6 separate regions of the Mus musculus genome follow, and regions 1, 2, 3, 5 and 6 are each linked to region 4. A link is a contact called in public promoter capture Hi-C data. All regions are on one chromosome and are shown on one strand. Each heading gives the region's core, a stretch centred on a gene start, on an enhancer-like site or on the middle of the called end of the contact. The rest is flanking DNA. Distances are from core to core; before and after follow the strand shown.

Evidence for each region. Promoter capture Hi-C pulls out the DNA fragments that hold promoters and counts their contacts. Capture Hi-C pulls out chosen DNA fragments and counts their contacts.
Region 1: a promoter capture Hi-C map of the HPC-7 cell line shows a contact between it and region 4. The contact joins the promoter of Plcb2 here to the promoter of Rmdn3 in region 4. A contact is called at or near these places in 3 of 39 promoter capture datasets (the 3T3-L1 cell line, the C10 cell line and the HPC-7 cell line).
Region 2: a contact with region 4 is called in a promoter capture Hi-C map of the C10 cell line, with 2.2 times the contacts expected there. The contact joins the enhancer-like site here to the promoter of Rmdn3 in region 4. A contact is called at or near these places in 4 of 39 promoter capture datasets (the C10 cell line, hippocampal neurons, liver and 1 more).
Region 3: a contact with region 4 is called in a promoter capture Hi-C map of hippocampal neurons, with 2.0 times the contacts expected there. The contact joins the enhancer-like site here to the promoter of Rmdn3 in region 4. A contact is called at or near these places in 4 of 39 promoter capture datasets (the C10 cell line, the HPC-7 cell line, hippocampal neurons and 1 more), 2 of 484 Hi-C or Micro-C datasets (LSK cells and cortical neurons), 1 of 115 datasets of contacts at active chromatin or transcription factors (bone marrow-derived macrophages) and 2 of 9 other capture datasets (macrophages and pancreatic islet).
Region 5: a contact with region 4 is called in a promoter capture Hi-C map of pancreatic islet. The contact joins the promoter of Oip5os1 here to the promoter of Rmdn3 in region 4. A contact is called at or near these places in 5 of 39 promoter capture datasets (the C10 cell line, hippocampal neurons, liver and 2 more), 1 of 484 Hi-C or Micro-C datasets (B cells) and 1 of 9 other capture datasets (pancreatic islet).
Region 6: a promoter capture Hi-C map of pre-B cells shows a contact between it and region 4, with 5 times the contacts expected there. The contact joins the promoter of Ccdc9b here to the promoter of Rmdn3 in region 4. A contact is called at or near these places in 8 of 39 promoter capture datasets (the 3T3-L1 cell line, 3T3-L1-derived adipocytes, the C10 cell line and 4 more) and 2 of 115 datasets of contacts at active chromatin or transcription factors (embryonic midbrain and pancreatic cancer cells).

Annotation. Positions count from the first base shown.
Region 1 is chr2:118,726,720-118,729,923 of GRCm38.p6, forward strand. It overlaps Plcb2 (phospholipase C, beta 2), which reads right to left and starts at 1,719. Exons shown (of 32, transcript NM_177568.2): 1 at 1,519-1,719. The coding sequence starts at 1,602.
Region 2 is chr2:119,571,505-119,574,401 of GRCm38.p6, forward strand. It overlaps Chp1 (calcineurin-like EF hand protein 1), which reads left to right. Exons shown (of 7, transcript NM_019769.3): 4 at 264-391. Among named protein-coding and RNA genes, the nearest start is that of Oip5os1, 21 kb to the right of the region's middle. Within about 2 kb of position 1,272, at least 16 of the 459 cell types and tissues checked have an H3K27ac peak or open chromatin away from gene starts, as enhancers often do. A contact at or near this core is called in liver, where this site is marked.
Region 3 is chr2:119,412,544-119,415,537 of GRCm38.p6, forward strand. Ino80 (INO80 complex subunit) reads right to left here. Exons shown (of 36, transcript NM_026574.4): 26 at 1-84. Among named protein-coding and RNA genes, the nearest start is that of Chac1, 63 kb to the left of the region's middle. Within about 2 kb of position 1,503, at least 28 of the 459 cell types and tissues checked have an H3K27ac peak or open chromatin away from gene starts, as enhancers often do. A contact at or near this core is called in cortical neurons and hippocampal neurons, where this site is marked.
Region 4 is chr2:119,155,572-119,158,622 of GRCm38.p6, forward strand. It overlaps Rmdn3 (regulator of microtubule dynamics 3), which reads right to left and starts at 1,463. Exons shown (of 13, transcript NM_001033136.3): 1 at 1,336-1,463; 2 at 787-980. The coding sequence starts at 973.
Region 5 is chr2:119,592,318-119,595,670 of GRCm38.p6, forward strand. Oip5os1 (Opa interacting protein 5, opposite strand 1) reads left to right here and starts at 1,979. Exons shown (of 3, transcript NR_027832.1): 1 at 1,979-2,117.
Region 6 is chr2:118,760,924-118,763,938 of GRCm38.p6, forward strand. Ccdc9b (coiled-coil domain containing 9B) reads right to left here and starts at 1,738. Exons shown (of 11, transcript NM_001001982.2): 1 at 1,583-1,738; 2 at 722-835; 3 at 366-473. The coding sequence starts at 1,729.

The DNA.
Region 1 (3,204 bases), core at 469-2,968, 430 kb before region 4:
GTTCTGAAGGGGCTGTGGGAGACTAGACAGAGTCAGGTTTGGTTCTATCCTTTCTACTACAGTTATCAATATAGAGCCATATATCTACTAACTGTGCCAAAGCTATCCAAGAGCAAAACCTGGTTCATAGGTCATGTGTCCCATGCCTGGGCTTGGGACATTCTTGCTCATGCAAGTCAGAGTTCAGGGACCACACAGCACTCTGGGTTGGGGAAGGGAATTGGTCAACCAGACACACAGGTTGGAGAAAGAATCACATGCCTTATCCCTGATGACCTACAGCCCCCCTCAGGTTATACAGGCTTCCCAGAGGAACTGAGAGAGTCACTTCACTTTTCATTGTGAGTCATTTTCCTCCTTCCATAGACTCTGAGACACGCCACATCACCACCATGTCACCAGCATGCCACCACCATGCCACACCAACCAAAACTTCTAGAGACCAACTTCTAGAGAAACAGAAAGCATTTCATGCCAGGGCCCCATCCCCACAGTTTTGACAGCCAGATGCCTTAACGTAACAAAGCCCTGAAGGGTCTAGCTTCAGACTCCCCTCAGTTCATAGAGAAACTAGACTAGCCAATCCAGGGAGCTGAAGTAATTGTAGGTGACCTCCTAAATGTCATGCGCTGTTGAGAACATCAGGCCTTCCTGAGGCCAGGCTAGAGCACTCTTAAGGAGGCCTATCCCTCTCTGAGTGACAGTTCTCATTTTATTCTTCTTAGACCAAAAGATTCTATGGTTAGTGGCTGTGTCTTCAGCCCAGAAGGACCAGAGACGAGTTAGGAAGGCGCAGACTCTGGGCTGGGGTGCAGATGGTCTTCCCTCCCCGGCCGGATGACAGGTTGGCAGGTAATAGAAGGCTGAGCTGAGCTGAGCCACCATGGGGGAAGCAGAAGTCAGTAAGTTCCTTCTCAGACCCCAGTCTTTGAGCCTCCCGTTTTCAACTGGATCCACGGCCCTTTTGTAACTCTTGCCACAGTAGTAGCTTGAGATAGAATATGGCTTCCCTGGGACAGGACACAGTTTGTTCTGCACACTGGGATGGTGCAGCTGGTTATGGGCCTCCTGCCAGAGCAAATTTGGGGTGTCCGTGCTGGGAAGAGGACCTGACTGACCTCTCTTCCTGATCTCAGCTGAGGTGGGAGGAGAGGGACATGCATTCCCCCTACCAACACTGAAGTTACTAGAAACAAACCTTTATCATCTTCGGGGATTTGAAAAGGGCAAATCAGGTCCAAAGATTTCTGACTCTGACTCCCCCCCACACACACACACAAACACACATAGCCCCCTCTCTTATTCCCAAACACAGAGGCTTCCTTCCCTACAGCAGCCAGGAGCACCCACCCTCACCCCAGACTTGTTTATCTAGATAGACTGTTGTGACAGACACATAGGCGCCTGGGTGCTGGGAAGACATAAACCAACCCTCCGTTCTGCAAAGCTCCCAAGCAGCCCAGCCCCCACCGTCCCGGGGGCTGGGGATTTGAGGGGGGGGAGGCGAACCCTACTCACATCGTCCCACTTGATGAAGCGCTCCCCTTGGCTCAGATATGCCTTCACGTTAGGGGGCAATAGAACAGGGTTGAGCAAAGACATGATGTCAAGTGTCCCTCTTTGGAGAGGTTGGGCAAACCTCTCCAGGGGACAGGAGAAGAGAAGGAAGAAGGGTGAACAGGAGAGGAAGCTTAGGCTAGGCTCACATGGCACCCGCCCAGTACTGGTCCGGAAGTCGGGTGCTCTTATAGCCTGCGGGGTGGCAGTAGCTGGATGCAGGACTCAGAGCTTCAGGCCAGGGCCCAGTTGATCTGCCTTGTAAATCAGCCTCCTCCTCCTCCTCCTCCTGAAGCCGGGGGCTGCAGTAGCTGTTTTGCCCAAGGGGGCTGAGCTCCCCTCCTGGGAGTTCCTCCCCCACCCCCTGCCTCAGCACTTCCTGCTCTGGGCTTCCTTCTCTGGGCTGCTGTGAACTGAGGGGCGGGCTATGAGATCTAGAAATGTTGGGGCCAGGACCCCGTTACAAAGACAGGCTTTACTCAGATTTACACACCCCCCCCCCCCGCCAATGGAAGAAAGTGATATATCATGGAGGGGGGTGGGAGATACCATTCCTGAGCCTTGGGCTGAGGCAAGAACACAAACAGTTCTTTAGGAAAAGGGTCCTCCACAGAGCAGGGGTTCTGTCCTCAGAGGGCGGGATCTGGAAGTGGGAGTCAGGGATGGGCCGGGTCCCAGCTGGCACTGAGTGTTTTGAATAAGCAAAGTCTCTCGGACACCCAGCTCCTCTTTCTCAGTGCTTCCTCCCCATGAAAATGAGAGCCAGGTGAGGCAGTATGCCTCTCACCCATGACACTTCTCTGCATCTTTGAACCTTTCAATGAATACCTAAAAACTCCACTGCCCAGCAGCTGCCTCACAGCCTAAGAGGCCCTTTGCTGCCGCCAGCACTGGAGTGTTCCTTCATGCACTGTGTTGCCTCACACACAGATCCTGGAGGAGAGAGGTTCTGAGAGGCAGACCAGAGCCTGCTCTAGCCCCCTGTTCAGGGTTTAGCCCACTCTAACCCAGTTCGGTTCTAGGTGTTGTGATCCTTACATCGTCCATATCTATCCCAGAGGCTCAGTTCCAGCCCAGCTCAGGCCCCAGTCACTTCCTCTTACCTAATAATGCACTCTTATCAAATGGCTTAGCACCGTTGGGGAGGCTAGAAGCTTAACCCATGATTTCCTTCCCCTCTGAGGCCCTGGCCTTCTGCAACAGGTCCCATCAGGGGTCTGTGTGCCACCCCTGACAACTGTGAACTACCCTCTCCAGGCCCTGGAACTACTGGCTAGGAGCCAGTGCATGAGAGTAGGGGCGGGCAAGAGAGAACAGGTTTAGATGAACAGGTTAGTTAGGGTTAGTGAGAATCAAAAGGTAAACTGTGGGTCTCTGGCACTAGAGGGATGGGGTCAGGAGTTCAAGACTAGGCTACAAGAGAGCCTGCCCACCTCCCACCCCACCCCCAATAAAAGTAGTGAACTTCTCAAAGAAAGCTAGCTTAGAAATTAATTGTCCCCAGAAAAGCAATTCTAAGACCAGATCTGAATGAACGGCCTGGAAACCGGCTCCCAAACTCCTGCAGGTGACAGGTGTTCCAACCCCTCCCTCAGTGTCTCTCCTCAAGCCCTGCCTTCAGCCTTGGATCTCCCTGGGAGACTCCTG
Region 2 (2,897 bases), core at 22-2,521, 420 kb after region 4:
CGTAACGAGATCTGGCGCCCTCTTCTGGAGTGTCTGAAGACAGCTACAGTGTACTTACATATAATAAATAAATAAATCTTAAAAAAAAAAAAAAAAAAAAAAAAAGAAACAGTCACCATGAATCTATATAGTTTAGTGGTGGATGGTAACCTAGCTTGTGGAAGACCTTGAGTTTGATTCTGAAACACTGCAAAAAGACAAAACATACAAACAGAAGATTTCCACCGTGATTGACATGGCGTTCTGTTATATTTCCTAATCAGAGAGGATCAGGTAAACTTCCGAGGATTCATGAGAACATTGGCTCATTTCCGACCCATTGAGGATAACGAAAAGAGCAAAGATGTGAATGGCCCGGAACCCCTCAACAGCCGGAGCAACAAGCTGCACTGTAAGGAGCATCGTCGTCCTTCTCTCTCCCCAACATCTGTGTGATCCTTTACTCCTTCTTCTTTCCGTTTCTTTTGTTTATTTGTTTGTTTGTTTGTTTTTCCAGACAGGGATTCTTTGTGTAGAATTGACTGGAACTCATCCTGTAGACCAGGCCAGCCTCAAACTCAGAGATCCGCCTGCCTCTGCTTCTCAAATGCTGGGACCCGGCTCATTTTCTTTTTTTCTTTTTCTTTTTCTTTTTCTTTTTCTTTCTTTCTTTCAAAGATTTATTTATTTTATGTATGTGAGTACACCATTGCTCTCTTCAGACACACCAGAAGAGGGCATTACACCCCATTACAGATGGTTGTAAGCCACCATGTGGTTGCTGGGAATTGAACTCAGAGCCTCTGGAAGAGCAGTCAGTGTACTTAACTGCTAAGCCATCTCTTCAGTACATAAGCACTCTTTCTACTGAGCAACATCTGTAGTCCCCACTAAGAGATTCTTAATGTTGTAAGTGCTTCCAATATTACCTTGCATATACTGAGTGTTACCTGCCATTGTACTTCATTTATCTCCTGTGTGCCAGACCCTGTAGAAGATACTAGAGTGACAGGGAACAAGACCCCAGGCCCTGACTGTGAGAGTTAATGTTGGTCATCCATCTATTTTAGAATTTCATAGATTGTGGATTTTACTAAAGTACCAGTAACAAAATGGCAGTTTCCTGTGCCTCTTGCCTTCCTTTCTTTCGATAGTTACTACATTGCCTTCTGCCCTGGTTGGACTATTGCCCAATCCCTTACAAAACTTTTCCAGGAAGCTGAAGTTGAATTTCTACTTTTCTTTCAACACAAGTTGATACTGAAATTGTGTGAAACTAATTGAGCCCAACTCTGCCCTGAAAGAGTGCATGGTGGTGCCCAGAAGTTTGTGAAGGTACAAATTAAATGGTGCTCCCAATGATACAGATACTAGAAGGTTTGAGCTCAGTGGGTAAGAGTGCTGACTGTTCTTCCGAAGGTCCTGAGTTCAATTCCCAGCAACCACATGGTGGCTCATAACCACCCGTAATGAGATCTGACGCCCTCTTTTGGAGTGTCTGAAGACAGCTACAGTGTACTTATAATAAATAAATAAATCTTAAAAAAAAAAAAGAAAAGAAAAAAAATATTAGAGCAAATTCAAGTGAGTTGGAGTACATGATGCTGCATTTGCATACATTTGACAAGTATTTCCTCCCATTTCTGGCTGTCGGACTGTGTCTATTCATCTTCTTAGGAGAAGTGTGGGTTCATTTTTGTTGGCATTTATGGTGCAGTTTGAGAATCACTAAAGTACAGGGAAGATTTTTGAACAAAAGTACTAAAAGACTCTTGAGCTTCACCTCTAATTCATGGTTCTTAAAGAAGAGCAAAAAATTTCAGTAGAAACAAAGCTGAATACAGACAACAGAATCCTGTGAACTACCCTCATATTTATTATAAACTGGACTAATGAGCCACATTTTCTTCCTTCAGTACCAAGTACTGTTTGCTTCATGCAAAGCCTTCTGTCTGCGGGTCTTGTGTTTTTATTTATTAAGTTATTTTTATTTCTTTTCTTTTTTGTTTTGTTTTGTTTTTGAGATAGGGTTTCTGTGTATAGCCCTGGCCTTTGTAAACTTTGCATACCAGGCTTGCCTTAACTCACAGAGAGATCCTCCTCTTTTGGGATCAAAGACATGTGCCACTACAACCAGCTTAAGTTATCTCTGCTGTTTGTATAGACAGAGTCTCACATTGTATCCAGACAAGTCTCAGACTTGGGAGACTCTCAACCTCCTGAGAGCCACCACATCCAGCCATGATTATTGGTTTAGCATATGCTAGTAATGTCTACCTGATCTTCATACCATAGTATAAACATTGTCTTGTGGGTCTCGAGACCAAGAGTTAATGAACAATTACATGTGATTCAACTTCACAGTAAACACAGTAAACACTTGGTAGTTTTAATGTTGAGCCAGTAGTTCTCTTTCCTTTTTCTTTTTGTTTGTTTTTTTTTTGTTTGTTTGTTTCAAGACAGGGTCTCACTATGTAGCTCTGGCTGTCCTAAAACTCACTATACAGACCAGGTTGGCCTCGAGTTCACAGGAATCTGCTCACCTCTACATCCAGAGTACTAGGATTAAAGGGTGGGCCACCTTGCCCAGCTTGAGCTGTTTTCTTCAGTGTGTCTGCTGATGGAGGCTGGATCATGTCTTTATTATACATCAAATAACAGGATGTGGTATTTGGTCAAAGAACCATCCTGACCTTGGATTGCTGAGGTGCACAATGATGATGGAAAACCTGGCAATGGATGCCAGTGAGACAGATCAAACCCATTTGCATTGCTTCCAGAATCACAGGTACCTGGATAATAGACGTTTTAAGAAAAAAATTTTTTTCTTTCTTTTCACAGTCATGTACTCCTTTATCTATGGATCCAAGGGTTAAAAGGAATATTCTACAAGAACCTCTGTTCTTGCACAGGGAATT
Region 3 (2,994 bases), core at 253-2,752, 260 kb after region 4:
CAGACTCCCTCCTTCCTTCAGAACTCCTCTCTCATACTCTGCACTTCTGTCATTACAGTAAGAATCCAACGGCACTGCGGTGACCTGCAGGGTAAAATTCGCAGACAATAAAATGGCTCTTCTGCCATTTGTCACACACATCAAGCCTTTGAGGGAAATCAACTTTTTTTCCTTCTGAGATAGGATCTCATATAGCTCAGGCTGGCCTCCAAATTCTCAAGAAGCCACCTGAGTAGTCCTTTCACCTACCCAGTGGGGGTTATAGCAAGTTTCAGGCTTGTGAATGCTGAGCTCTATCCCTAGGCCCACAACTCTGAAATCAGATCAATGTGAATAACCTCAGACTGGTGGCTTTATATTTCATCCTCTAGCATAGTAAGATGAAGGCAAAGACTAACTCAATTTGAGAGCTTCTCTGGGCAAACTGGTAATCGCTAATCACATGAACCTGCAATCAAAAGATATAAAAAGGTGCATGTAGATAAAGTAAGATTCTAGTCTGGATATCTACTCTCAATATACATTTACCACCCACTTATTACAAGTGCTATGGCCACTTATGACAGTGATGTCAGAAAGGAAGCCTGAGACAGACAGCAGTCAGAAAGGACTACAGTGTTTGTCTGACACACCTTAAGCTATCTTTAATGCTTTCATGGCAAAACTTCTTTGTTTCTGAATACTTCGCATGGATAAACCTAAAGGAAAAAAAGGGAAACCCTCTTTCAAGCCATGCTGGAAAAGGAAAAAGGAACACAGGGGATAGAAGGAAGCAAACATCAATAAGCAACAGATTCATTCTCGACAAGGGCAGAGACTACACAAAACATCATCATATAGTACATATAGTACACCCCAATAAAACTAAAATGTGGCCTTCCCAAAGGAAAAAGATTACTTTGCCAATTTAGAAACACAGGTTTGCCTGTGATGTCATGTGGTAAGAAGACTGTTAAACATAACCTCTTGTTAACAAGTAAAGGCTGTACTAATCCACCAGTCCAAGATGATGAAAAAGCTAAAAGCCCATTCACAGTAAGCAGTAAATAAGACAAAGCTTAAAAGCAGACAAAGAGATGGGGAGGTGGGAGGTATAAAGAGTGAGAGCCAGAGTGTGGGAGGATCAGAGCACAGGGCATCTGTTGTACCAAGTTAGGCAGCTCTATTACTTCTTGGAACATAGGTTGCTATAAAGTCTGCTCTGCTGTGAACTATTGTGTTTTTCATGTATCAGCTGTTATAGAGGAGTGATCCTCAACCTTGGATATGCTCCTTGATGGGAGCAGATCACAGAGGTGACTCTAGAGAAGGGGGAGCCAATACACACCCCAGCCTCGGAAGCAGAGCTATACAATACAGCTAGCTGAATGTGGAGCTGCAGGTGCTTCTAAAAACCACATGGTACCAAGAACAGAGAAACAGTCTCATTTATCAACAGCCAGATAAAAACACTAGTTGGCATGCAGAGAAGAACTGAGTCTGTTATGAAACAGTGCCATCTATGGCTCATTTGCAAAATTACCTAAGGCCAGAGCAAAGGGCCAAGAGCTCCCAAGCTTGGTCAGGGTTGAAATGTTCCTGCAGACACATCTAGGGACCCTTACTGATTTCTTTCCTCCAGAATATTTTTTGTTGTTGTTTTCCTTCACACTCACTGTGTCTTTCAATAGATTATTACAAAGATGGAAACACAAAGCAGGTTTACAAGAATGGCATCTCTCTGAAATGGCTTCTCTACTCAGCAATCCAGCAGACTCTGGCCCAGAGCAGACATCTACCATGTAGGATGTTAGTCACATCACCTCAAAATAGATATCACAGTTGTACTTCTATAAAATGACTGAATGTCTGACCTTAGGGAGGTTCTGCATTATGTTCAACACCATGCACCCCAGAATGAGTAAAACGGTAAATTTTTTCTTCCTGACTGCATTACCTTCTCCAAATGAGGAGTGAACTTAAGGACTTACTCATGTTAGATAAACCTTCTTCCACTGAGCTACATCCCTAGACGCTTTATGGTTTTGGGAAGCAGACCTCACATGCAGCCCAGCTAGCCTAAAACTCATATTCCTCCTGCCTTAGCTTTCCAAGTTCTGGGGTACTGGATAGTGGAAACTAACACTGGTATATTTTACCCTAAAACACAAATCCTCTACCTTCTCTTGTCTTTCTGGGATGAAAAATAACTCAGAGTAGAATTAAGACTTTGGGCCATAATCTCAAGATGGAAAATCAGACATTAGATGCTCAGAATGAAGGACAAGGGAAGGAGAGTGACACAGGCCCAATGCTCTCCTGCTAAGGACACAGATCTAGGCGCTCTTAGCAGTTTACAAAGCAAAACATTTCAGTTATAAACTTTCACCAAGATTTCATTTTTTGCTGACATCCACATCCAGGGCTGAATAAAAGGCAACTTCTTTCTTTAATGTGTATGTTTTCCTAACATGTATGCATATGTACTATGGCTGTGCCTAGTGCACATGAAGTCAAAAGAGGGGAAGAGATTCCTTAGAACTGGAACAATCAGTTATAAGCCATCATGAAGGTGCAGGGAATCTAACTAAAGACACAATTCTTAATGATTTTTTTAAAAAAGTTTTTGATAAGCTTTGACGATGAGCCCTGGTTCAAGATATATGTGGACTTATAGAATATCATGGTCTAAGTATGTGAGCAGTATATTTTGGAGGTCTAAAAGAGCAAAAAACTCCATTTCTACTTAGACTAAATCCTACTTCTAAGTTAGCTCCAACCTAGACAGCTTATTCTGCAAACTCTGAAGGTGTAGGTATAGGAGCGATGAGGCAGGAAAGAACATTCTTTCCTCCACCCAATGGGAATGCACACTGGGTCTAGTTCAGGCATGTCTAACCTGTGCTTGCAGGCCAGATGCAGTCATGGATAGCTACAAATACAATATAACTCTTTTGTTTGTGACAGCATCATATCACAATGTCTAAAGGTTGTGCCCCTTGCAACTTGCACATG
Region 4 (3,051 bases), core at 213-2,712:
AGACGCTGACAGCTGCAACCTAGGGTGATAAGTGCGCAGACACTCTTGCAGAACTCACATTCCCAGTTAGCACTGAATCAGAAGATATATGAGTGCAGTGGTCACAGAAAACATTTCCAATCAGCACGGAACGAGGGGGGCTACACGAGCCTCTGTCACCCAAATAAGGGGAGCGATTCAAAGCCCCAGCTGCTCTGCTTAAATGACTTAACCTGAAGACTTTTTACAAAACGAAATCCATTTCATCTGTCACTGCTGGCTTTCAACCATTTGGCTTGAGTTGCATGAATGTGCTCTCAGCCTGTGCTGTGGAAAGTCCACTGGACCAGACGACTGGGTCCAGCTTTACCTCTTACTCTGTAACAACCTCGAGAAAGTTACACAATCCCTATGAATCTTTCTTCATAAAAGGGATTTTTCAAACTTGGATTACTCTCCAAACACGACTTCATATCTGGATACATATATTCACGCCACCAGAACTTTTAATTCCAATGAGATTATTTCTTTTTCCTTCTTTCAGACTCTTCCTCTGTCAAACACACCCCTCACCCAGCACTTCTCAAATGCCCTCCGTACACATTCATGGGCGCGACCAGAACTAAAAGTGAAAGCTACAGTCCTGCACCAAGCTTTCCTGGAATCGGAGGAAAGGGCACAGCTTTCCTTTTTGGTGAGTTTTTCCTAAAACTGTGAAACTCAGCCTTTCCACTGCCCCGCCATCCTGCTCTGCGAAAGACAGCCCGAGCCCCAGTGCCATCAGTAAGTTATGACCTGTGCTCTTACCCTGGCGTCCACGCTCTGAAGCCTGCGCATAGTCCAGGGAGTTGGGCAGACTGTGACTCCGGCCATGGCGCTGGGTCCGTTTCCATCGCTGGCTGTAAAGGACGCACAGGAATCCAAGGCCGGCGGCAGTACCAAGTAACAGTCCCAACCCGGCGCGGGAGCCGCCCAGGGCCCCCAGTCTAGACATAGTGTACCTGCAGCCCGCGTAAGAAACAGGAGCGAACCGAGAGAGAGTCATGAGGCCGGCCCTCCACCCCCGAGGCAGAACCCGTTAGCCACGGCCTCACCCAGGTCCGGCCGGACGGTGCCGCAGCCCCCGGCTCACCCAGGTCCAGCCCGCGGGTGCCGCAGCCCCCGGCGCAGACGGACGCCCTGCCAAGAGGCAGCAGCGCCGGTCCAACGCGCCCCTGCCCAGTGCAGTCCGGCTTCCGCGCCCCTGGCCTCCCAACACCCTGTACGTGACAACCTCGCAGCCGGCTGCACACTCTCGGCCTTCCGGCGCCCCCCGAAGCCACGCTGGGCCCGCAGGAGACCAACTCAGACCCTTACCCAGCCACCAGCCACCATGGCAGCAGCAGGCACCGCGCTTTCACTCTGTCAATGATTTTGACGTCCTTAATCCGCGCCACCTGCTCCGCGCACGGTGAGACGCGCGTGGAGATGACGCACGAGGCTCTGCCTCCCACCCGGGTTCTGTGGGCGGGGCTACATCGGCGAATGGACGCTGTGCGGTTACCGGGGCCGCGAAGGTGGGTTGGGCTGTCTAGTGTCCGAGCCTCTGGGTGGACTTTACCCGGTGCTACGGCCAGAATGTGCTCCGCAAATCTCACGCTGCTTATACCTGGAAGATGCCACCACCCCCACCTCTTCTTAACACTGGCTTTATTTTCAGCTGAGTCGTTTACCGATTTTTCCAGTCAAACCCCAAACAACAGCGCCACTGCTAGATGAAATTGGAGTAAGTTGTTGGTTATCGATAAGATGTCCCTACATCGCTGGGACTCCTACAAGTTTTCAAAAATCCTCTTCAAGCCAGGGCCCCTGGACCAGGAGGATCATTGCGAGTTCGAATCTAATCAGGACTGTATAGTCTACAGAGCAAGCTTCAGGACAGCCAGGGCTCCACAGAGAAACTGGGTCTGATACATACCATTTCTGCTATCTTTGCTTTGTATGTTGCTGCTTTATTAAGTCAGGGGATCACTATATAGCCCAGACTGGCAAGTGCTGTGCCACTGAACCACATCATCAAACTTTTTTTTTTTTATTTTGAGGAGGGGGGACTTTTAAATTTTGAGACCAGACCTCAAGTTGCTGAAGTTAGCTTTGAATTCGCTCTGTAGCACAGAGAGACCTCGATCTTGTGAGCCTTCTGAACCCCAACTCTGCCAAAAGCTGGGATATGGTCTTTGTCATAAAGCCAAGCTTTGGCGTCTCTGGCCTTCTGCTTTGGCCTTCCAAATTCAAGACTACAGATTTGTCTGCCTCCAAATGTATTCATATATAAATGAATATAATATAAAGTATCTCACCATTTTAAGATAGACACAGGTTTTAGAGGACTTAGATAATCCCACTGTCTCTTTTTTTTTCAAAGATTTATTTATTTATTTTATGTATATGAGTACACTCTAGATGTCTTCAGACAGCACCAGAAGAGGGGATCAAAATCCATCACAGATGGTTGTGGTGAGCCACCATGTGGTTGCTGGGTATTGAACTCAGGACATCTGGAAAAGCAGTCAGTGCTCTTAACCACTGAGCCATCTCTCCAGCCCTCCACTGTCTTTTTTGTTTCTTGGTTTGAGTTTTTGTTTTGGGTTGGTTGGTTTGTTTGTTGAGATGGGGTTTTTCTGTATGGTGCTGGCTGCTTTAGAACTAACTCTCTCTCTCTCTCTCTCTCTCTCTCTCTCTCTCTCTCTCTCTCTAAGATTTATTTATTTATTATATGTAAGTACACTGTAGCTGTCCTCAGCTACTCCAGAAGAGGGCATCAGATTTCATTATGGATGGTTGTGAGCCACCATGTGGTTGCTGGGATTTGAACTTGGGACCTTCGGAAGAGCAGGTGACGCTCTTAACCACTGAGCCATCTTGCCAGCCCCTAGAACTCTCTTTGTAGACCAGGAGGGTCTTGAACTCACAGCAATCCACCTGCCGCTGTCTTAAACATTTATTATTAAATGTTATTAAACATTTGTTTAATCCCAGCATTTGGGAGGCAGAGGCAGGCAGATTTCTGAGTTCAAGGCCAGCCTGGTCTAC
Region 5 (3,353 bases), core at 729-3,228, 440 kb after region 4:
GGTTTAAAGGTGTGCACCACCACTACCCCAGCCCCAATTCTTAAAAGTAAAAATTTTCAAGAAAAATAAAAACTATAAACTTAACCAAATGAGTTGGGATTGAGGTGGCCAAGGTGGGAGGATTGCTAGAAGCTTGAAGTACGTGCTAGAGATGGCCCAGCAGTTAGAGTCCTTCTTGCTCATGTAGGGACCCACCCAGGCATGAGTCTTAGCCCTGCCATGGTGACTCACAATGATCCCTGACTCCAGATCCTTGGGATCTGATACCTCCTCAGGCACTAAGCAAGTGTGTGGTACATGTACATGCATAATCACAGGCAAAATAATTTACATAAATTTAATCTAAAAATATATCAAATCAAAATACATGAAAAAAATGGATATGGGTGTATTAAACAGATATAGCTCTGATAAGTGCTTGTCTAATATGCATGCAGTCTGAGTTTTCACTACATGTGAGCACACACACATACACCTCAGGCAGGAGAATTCCTCACCTATACCCCATATAAATAGGAAAGACATAGCACCATGGTTTGATGGTAACAGCCCTGCAGTGTCACCTGAACCCCTGCTTAAGTGAGTTGAGGAGGGACAAGACTGTTTCTGCTGGTTCTTTGGGCAGCCCTTCGGCTTAGCCCAGGCCTCATTGCTTGATATCGCTCCTTTGGATTACTGTTGTCTGTGCATCTGTCTGTCCCTACTCAGTCCTGCACCTCACCATATTCCTCCGTTGACACTCACCTGGACCCCTCAGCTAGCTTCAATACTCTGTGTCTTTCTAAATGAGTTCATCAATATCTAACTGTGGTGACTTTTCCCATTTATATCAGCTCTGTCTGGATGTAGTAAAACCTCACTGAACACAGAGGTTTGTGTAATCCTTTGCAGGCCTTCTGTAGTCTAAGTATATACAGATATACAGTGTGCCTATTCATACACAGAGACATACGGTGCAGTGATGTGTGATCTGATAGTAGCTAACACTCAAAGAACCTGTCTTTGGATGGAGGACATTGTTGCTCACTTGAGATTCAGGACATAACCAGTGTGGTAATTCTGTTACATTGCAATTTGAGGCCAGCCTGGGATACACAAGGTCTCTGTCACCAGCCCAGCTATAAAGGGAAATCAAGGCTGATGGCCAGTTGCAGCCAATAAATCAATGTAGCTTGTGAATTTATTATTATTCAATAGGTTCTAACATTCTAATAATAATAACGAATAATGTAATTATTATTATTATTATTATTTTATTAGCCAATAGATTCAATAGACAACTGTGTTTTGTCTTTGTATGGCATAGCATCCTTATCACAGAGGGAAGCATAGAAATTTGGATTTAATAAATGGCCTAGTGATAACCCCGTCATTTAGGAAGCACTGCTTATCCAGAAGAACGTGTGTCATCACCTGGAAGAGTCACACTATTGCCTTCACTACCTCTCCTGGAAATACCGCTAAAGGATCTCTAAATCCTACAACTGGAACAAACAACAAATGCAGTTTAACATTTTCTCAGGCAGCGGGCAGGCCCTTTTAAGGTGAGGAAAACTACGCTACTGTATTGACCTTTAAACAGCAGGCAACATTCTCTCAAGTGGGTCAAAGTCAGAAGAACTGACACCATGAAATTGTTCCTCTGGGTGTAGTGTTAGTCCGGGTATAAAAATCCTTTAGCCAAGAGAGGAATTACTAGTAACAGTATATTTTTACAGTAACGATAATTTAAAATAGTCATTTGGCCTTGTAGTGCTATCTTACTAAAAAGTGAGACTGCCTCCGTGCGGAATGTTTTTCCTCAAGTGAATTACAACAACCCTTTTCCTCCTTAACTTCAACTGGAGCACTAAGCTCCAACAACAAAAAATAGAACCAGAGAGAGGGATTGATTGAAGTACTTCCCAGCCAATCCGCGATGGAAAAAGAGCGCGCGAGCAAGGTGCTGTCCAATCATCACTCGGAGGCGGGGCGGAGCCTTTCGCGCCTCCGCCCCTGGGTTGGCGGACAGGGGAAGGAGCGAAGATGGCGGAGTGAGGCGTGCCCCGGGCAGCTGGCCTGCGGGCCCGGGGCAGGCCTCCCGTGAGAAGCGGAGTACTTGTGCTGGACCGTGTGAGGTGAGCTGAGAAGTCCGTCTGTCTATCGGGAGACGAGCAGCCGGTGGGGCGGCACAACTCGGGACGGGGTAGCGGCGAGCCTAATGAGGGAGCCGGCGAGGCCTGGGCCTGACAGGGCTTTGCATTCGCAGCCGCGTCCGGTCGGCTCCGCCGCCTCCGGGTATGTGGCCGCGTCCTTCCCTTACCAGCGCTCCACGCCCTTCCTTGCGCCCTTCGCTTTGGCCGCTGCGTGCTTTGCCCTGGTTCTCTGAGTTGCACGTACGCCGGCCGTATCGGGAAGCCGCTGTGTGCACCTCCCTTTTATTTTTCTAAGACTATCTCTGTATTGTTTGACCCTTTACCGAAGGCGTCACCGGTTGAGGTTGACAGGCCTGTTGCAGCTCTGGGCATTTTGTGTCCCTGGCGCGTTGACCTTGAGATTTGCTGTAAGAGGCTCCCTCTGGTATTTTCATTTGAGTATGTGTATTACAGATAGACTCTTGCAGCCTTTACCTCATACTCGCCCCTGCCAAACTTTTATGACCGTAGTAAGCAGCTTTGTCCTTGGACGTCCTGATAATGCCCTTATGGCGCATTAGTTTCGGCAAACGGGTCTCAGTGGAATTCACCTATGTTGATTTCTTACCCAGGATCAAGGGAAACGGCTTACGATGCTTTTCTTTTCGTTTTTTTAGAACTATAGTTCTGGAAGTACTGCTGGAATCTCATTTGTGTAGTTGGTGTACACTGGTGACAGTGTAGTACTAACAAGATATTTATATTTGATTCTTATTTAATTTTATCTCTTTGTAATTGGGAGCCCCCTTACTTTTATTGGTATTCAGCTAAATTCTCGGAAAGTCTTTGCTTCTGAATTCTGGATCGGGGAGACATTTGCTGCGTGTGTTGGTGCTCAGGGCCAGAAATTTACATCTATCAAAACCTTGTTTCAGAAATAAACTGGCATATTAGTGAGAGCCAGTTCAAATGGAAAAATCATAATGTGAGTGAATGTTTGTGATAGATTATATGGTTTTTGTTAGCCCTAGACTTAGCAGAGCTGAAGCAGGAAGCACTTGCTTAGGGGGTGAAAAAAAAACCAAAAAACAAAACCCCTCCCCTTTAGCACAAGTAGTTTTTCTTTTTAATATGATCCACAAGTAGAAAAAAATAGGTATGAGCCAGAGGAAGGGAATATAACATCCTTCCTCATCTTAAAAAAGAGAAAGTCGTTTGCTTTCCACTAAAAGACAGCTC
Region 6 (3,015 bases), core at 488-2,987, 390 kb before region 4:
AAAAAAAAAATCCAGAGTATGCAGACAATATGGCCTTATCTCTAAGACACTGATTCTTTTGCTTACAGCCCAGACTTCTCCCTCCTCTGCTTCCTGCAGGGTTTCGGCCTCAGGGTCTGGGGTAAGGAGAAGGCTGTGCTCTGCACATAGGGTTTACATGCAGAGCTGTAGGACTGGGAAAGTCTGTTCAAAGGTTTCTGTTTGGTAGCCTTTCATCTGTGGCCCTTTGGAGAAGATGGCAATAGCTTGGGAGGTCTGTTGTTGCTGGGAGACACCCAGAAAGGCAATTAGGAGAAATGGGATAGTGTTAACACCCCAGGCATGGTCCAGGCCTCAACCCTGCCTGTCTCCAAGGTGAGACTTACACCGGGAACCTGGCTGATGGTGACCGTGAGGCTGTCGGGTTGGAGGAGCCCTGGAGTGGTCACAGCCATGCCCCCCTGCTCCGCCTGCCGACGATCTTCCTCGATCTCCTGTGGGAGGGCCTGAAGTCAGCAAGGCCATGGCCCCCCAGGCTCACAGACACACAGACACTGACAGGCCTACACAGAAAAACACCAATGGGACACCAGGGGGCAGAGGCACCACATCACCAGTGCCCAAGACTTTGATGGGGGCATGGGCTAAGGCCCTCAGAGAGAACCCACTGTGTAAACAGCCTTTTGAAGGTAGCCAGGGACCCCAGCCACAGGAGTCCTCTCAGCCGACACAACACACTCACCTGGTACCTTCGTAGTAAGGCCTGGTTCTTCTTGCGCAAGGCAACTATCCTACGGTCCAGCTCGGCATCTTTTTCCTCATGCCGGCGCATTGTGGACTCGGCTTTGTGGGGCCCCTGTAGAAGGCATGGAACCCAATACAAGGAACGGATTTTAGCCCCAAGCTACAGCACCCAGGGTGAAAGAGGTTTCTTAGGAAGATGGTCTACAGAGGGCCAAACCCCACCCCAGTGAGGCCTGTCTGCCAGTTTGCCTACTGAGGGCTCAGGTCAGGGTTTCATACCCAGGGCCTCGGCTCCCAGCAGCAGGCTGCCCCTCCCCCTGGCTCCCCAGGGGGTTCTGCTGTGAGCACAGTCTGGAATGAGAGTTAAAAATGGCTCTGGCAGCCGAACCTGCCGTGACTGGGAAGCTGCCAGGGGATTCAGGAGGTCGAGGGGGGACACTTTGCCTCCCAAATCTAGAACCACACACACAGAGACAGGCTTTAGCTTGGTTCTGGCCTCCCAGGCACCGGACCCCACTCCCTAAGCCTGTGCCCAGTCCGAAGGAGAGAGCAGCTCCCACGGGCTCCGCGAGCCCTCCAGGTCTGAGCTGCTGACTGATGGGGCAGGAGAACAGCAGGCCCAGCTGGGAGCAACTCTGGGCCGAGCCATGCCTCTGCATCAAGATCTGCGGTTCTTCTCTGTCTGGCTGTGGGGTCTATGTTTTGCTCAGCGCCTTGCCCGGCCCACCACCTGCCTCCTCGTGGCTCTCTTTCTCCCAGGCCCAGCTGCCACCAGCTGTCCCCAGAATGTGGCTGCTTCGTAGCTTAGCTCCCTCCCATCCTCTAGAAGCCCCCCTGCCAAAGAGGAGGTGCCACTCACGGCCAAATGCATGGAAATACCAGGCGCTGAGAGAATTTCAAAACAGCTCCCGGGAGCCAGAGCTGGAGGGAAGCTGGAGCCACCAGAGCCGGCCCTGTCGGCCTCTCCCTGCCGGCTTCTGCTTCGCTGCTCAGCACAAGAGATCATGTTGTGATTACAAAAGAGCGCTCTGGGCTCCCAGCCAGGAACGCCTAGCCGCCACCCCCACCCTTCCACTCGCAGAGGGCGAGGACCGGGGCACCAGCAGCCGGCTGGTCTTGTCTAGCACATATCCCTGCCCTGCCTCAGTGTCCTCGCACAGGAGATCTAGGCACGAAGGGCCCACTTTCACCTGTGATCCTGAGCCCCAGTAAGACCCGCCCGCCTGTGTGTGCCCACAAATGGGATAGCTGGGTCTTCATCCCTCCCACTAGGAGAAAAAGGCAAGAGATGCAGGTTCCACACGATGGCTGACGGCCCTCCCTCGGGGCGTTTCTCTGCTTTCCTGCTGGCTGTCCAGTCAGCGCATTTAAGTCGTTAGATAAGAGTGAGAAACCTCCTCCCCAAGGCCATCTCACACCACCACAGACCCAAAATGCCACTCTCCCCCATTTGGTTTCTGAGCTGGAATGTGCTTTTCTCTGTACTCCAAGCATGGCCACTCCTGGAGGCCTAACTCTCTGGGTCTCCAGACCCCTACCATGCTAAAAGGAGCCTTTCTATGGGGTCCTTAACCCAGCAGAAGCTGGGAACAGTTAGCAGCCCTCTTCCCTTGGGATCCTCTCACAGAGCCCTTTCATCCTGACACTCCCAGGATAACATTTGCAGACTCTCAGATCCCAAGAAAGGACACAGACTCCTTCCCCAAGTAAGTATCTTCACACAGCCGAGGCCAGTCTCTGCCCAGGGGTGCCTAGGTCAGCTTCAGTTCTTATGTGGTCCTGACTTCCAGGCCTTGACATGAGTGTCACAAACTCTGGCATCCCCTATGTCCCTGACTGACCAGGCCTCAGATATTTCCCCTCACCATAATCTACCCCCACCCCGGTCTCTAGCCACCATGCTAAGGCCCTTTGCTGTCCAGGCTCTCGCCCCTGGCCCCACACCCCCATCTCTGCAGCTCCTGAGTTCCCATCCTGCTTGCAAATGCCACTGTGTACCCTCCTCCCTTCCTGCCGGATGTTCCCACTGAGTCAGACTCTTGTCTACTTTCCCAGCAACAGTGACGCACCCGAGCTCCTAGATCTCTCTCTCTCTCTGTCTCCCTCTCCGCTTTTGTCTACACACACATACACACACACACACACACACACACACACACACACACACACACACACACGTACAAGCACACACTTCCTCCACCTTCTCTGCACCCTGCCTCACAAATACTGCTGAGGTCAGCCTTATCCCAGAAACCTCCAGAAGTCCCAAGCTTCCCACTGTAACCGCCCCTG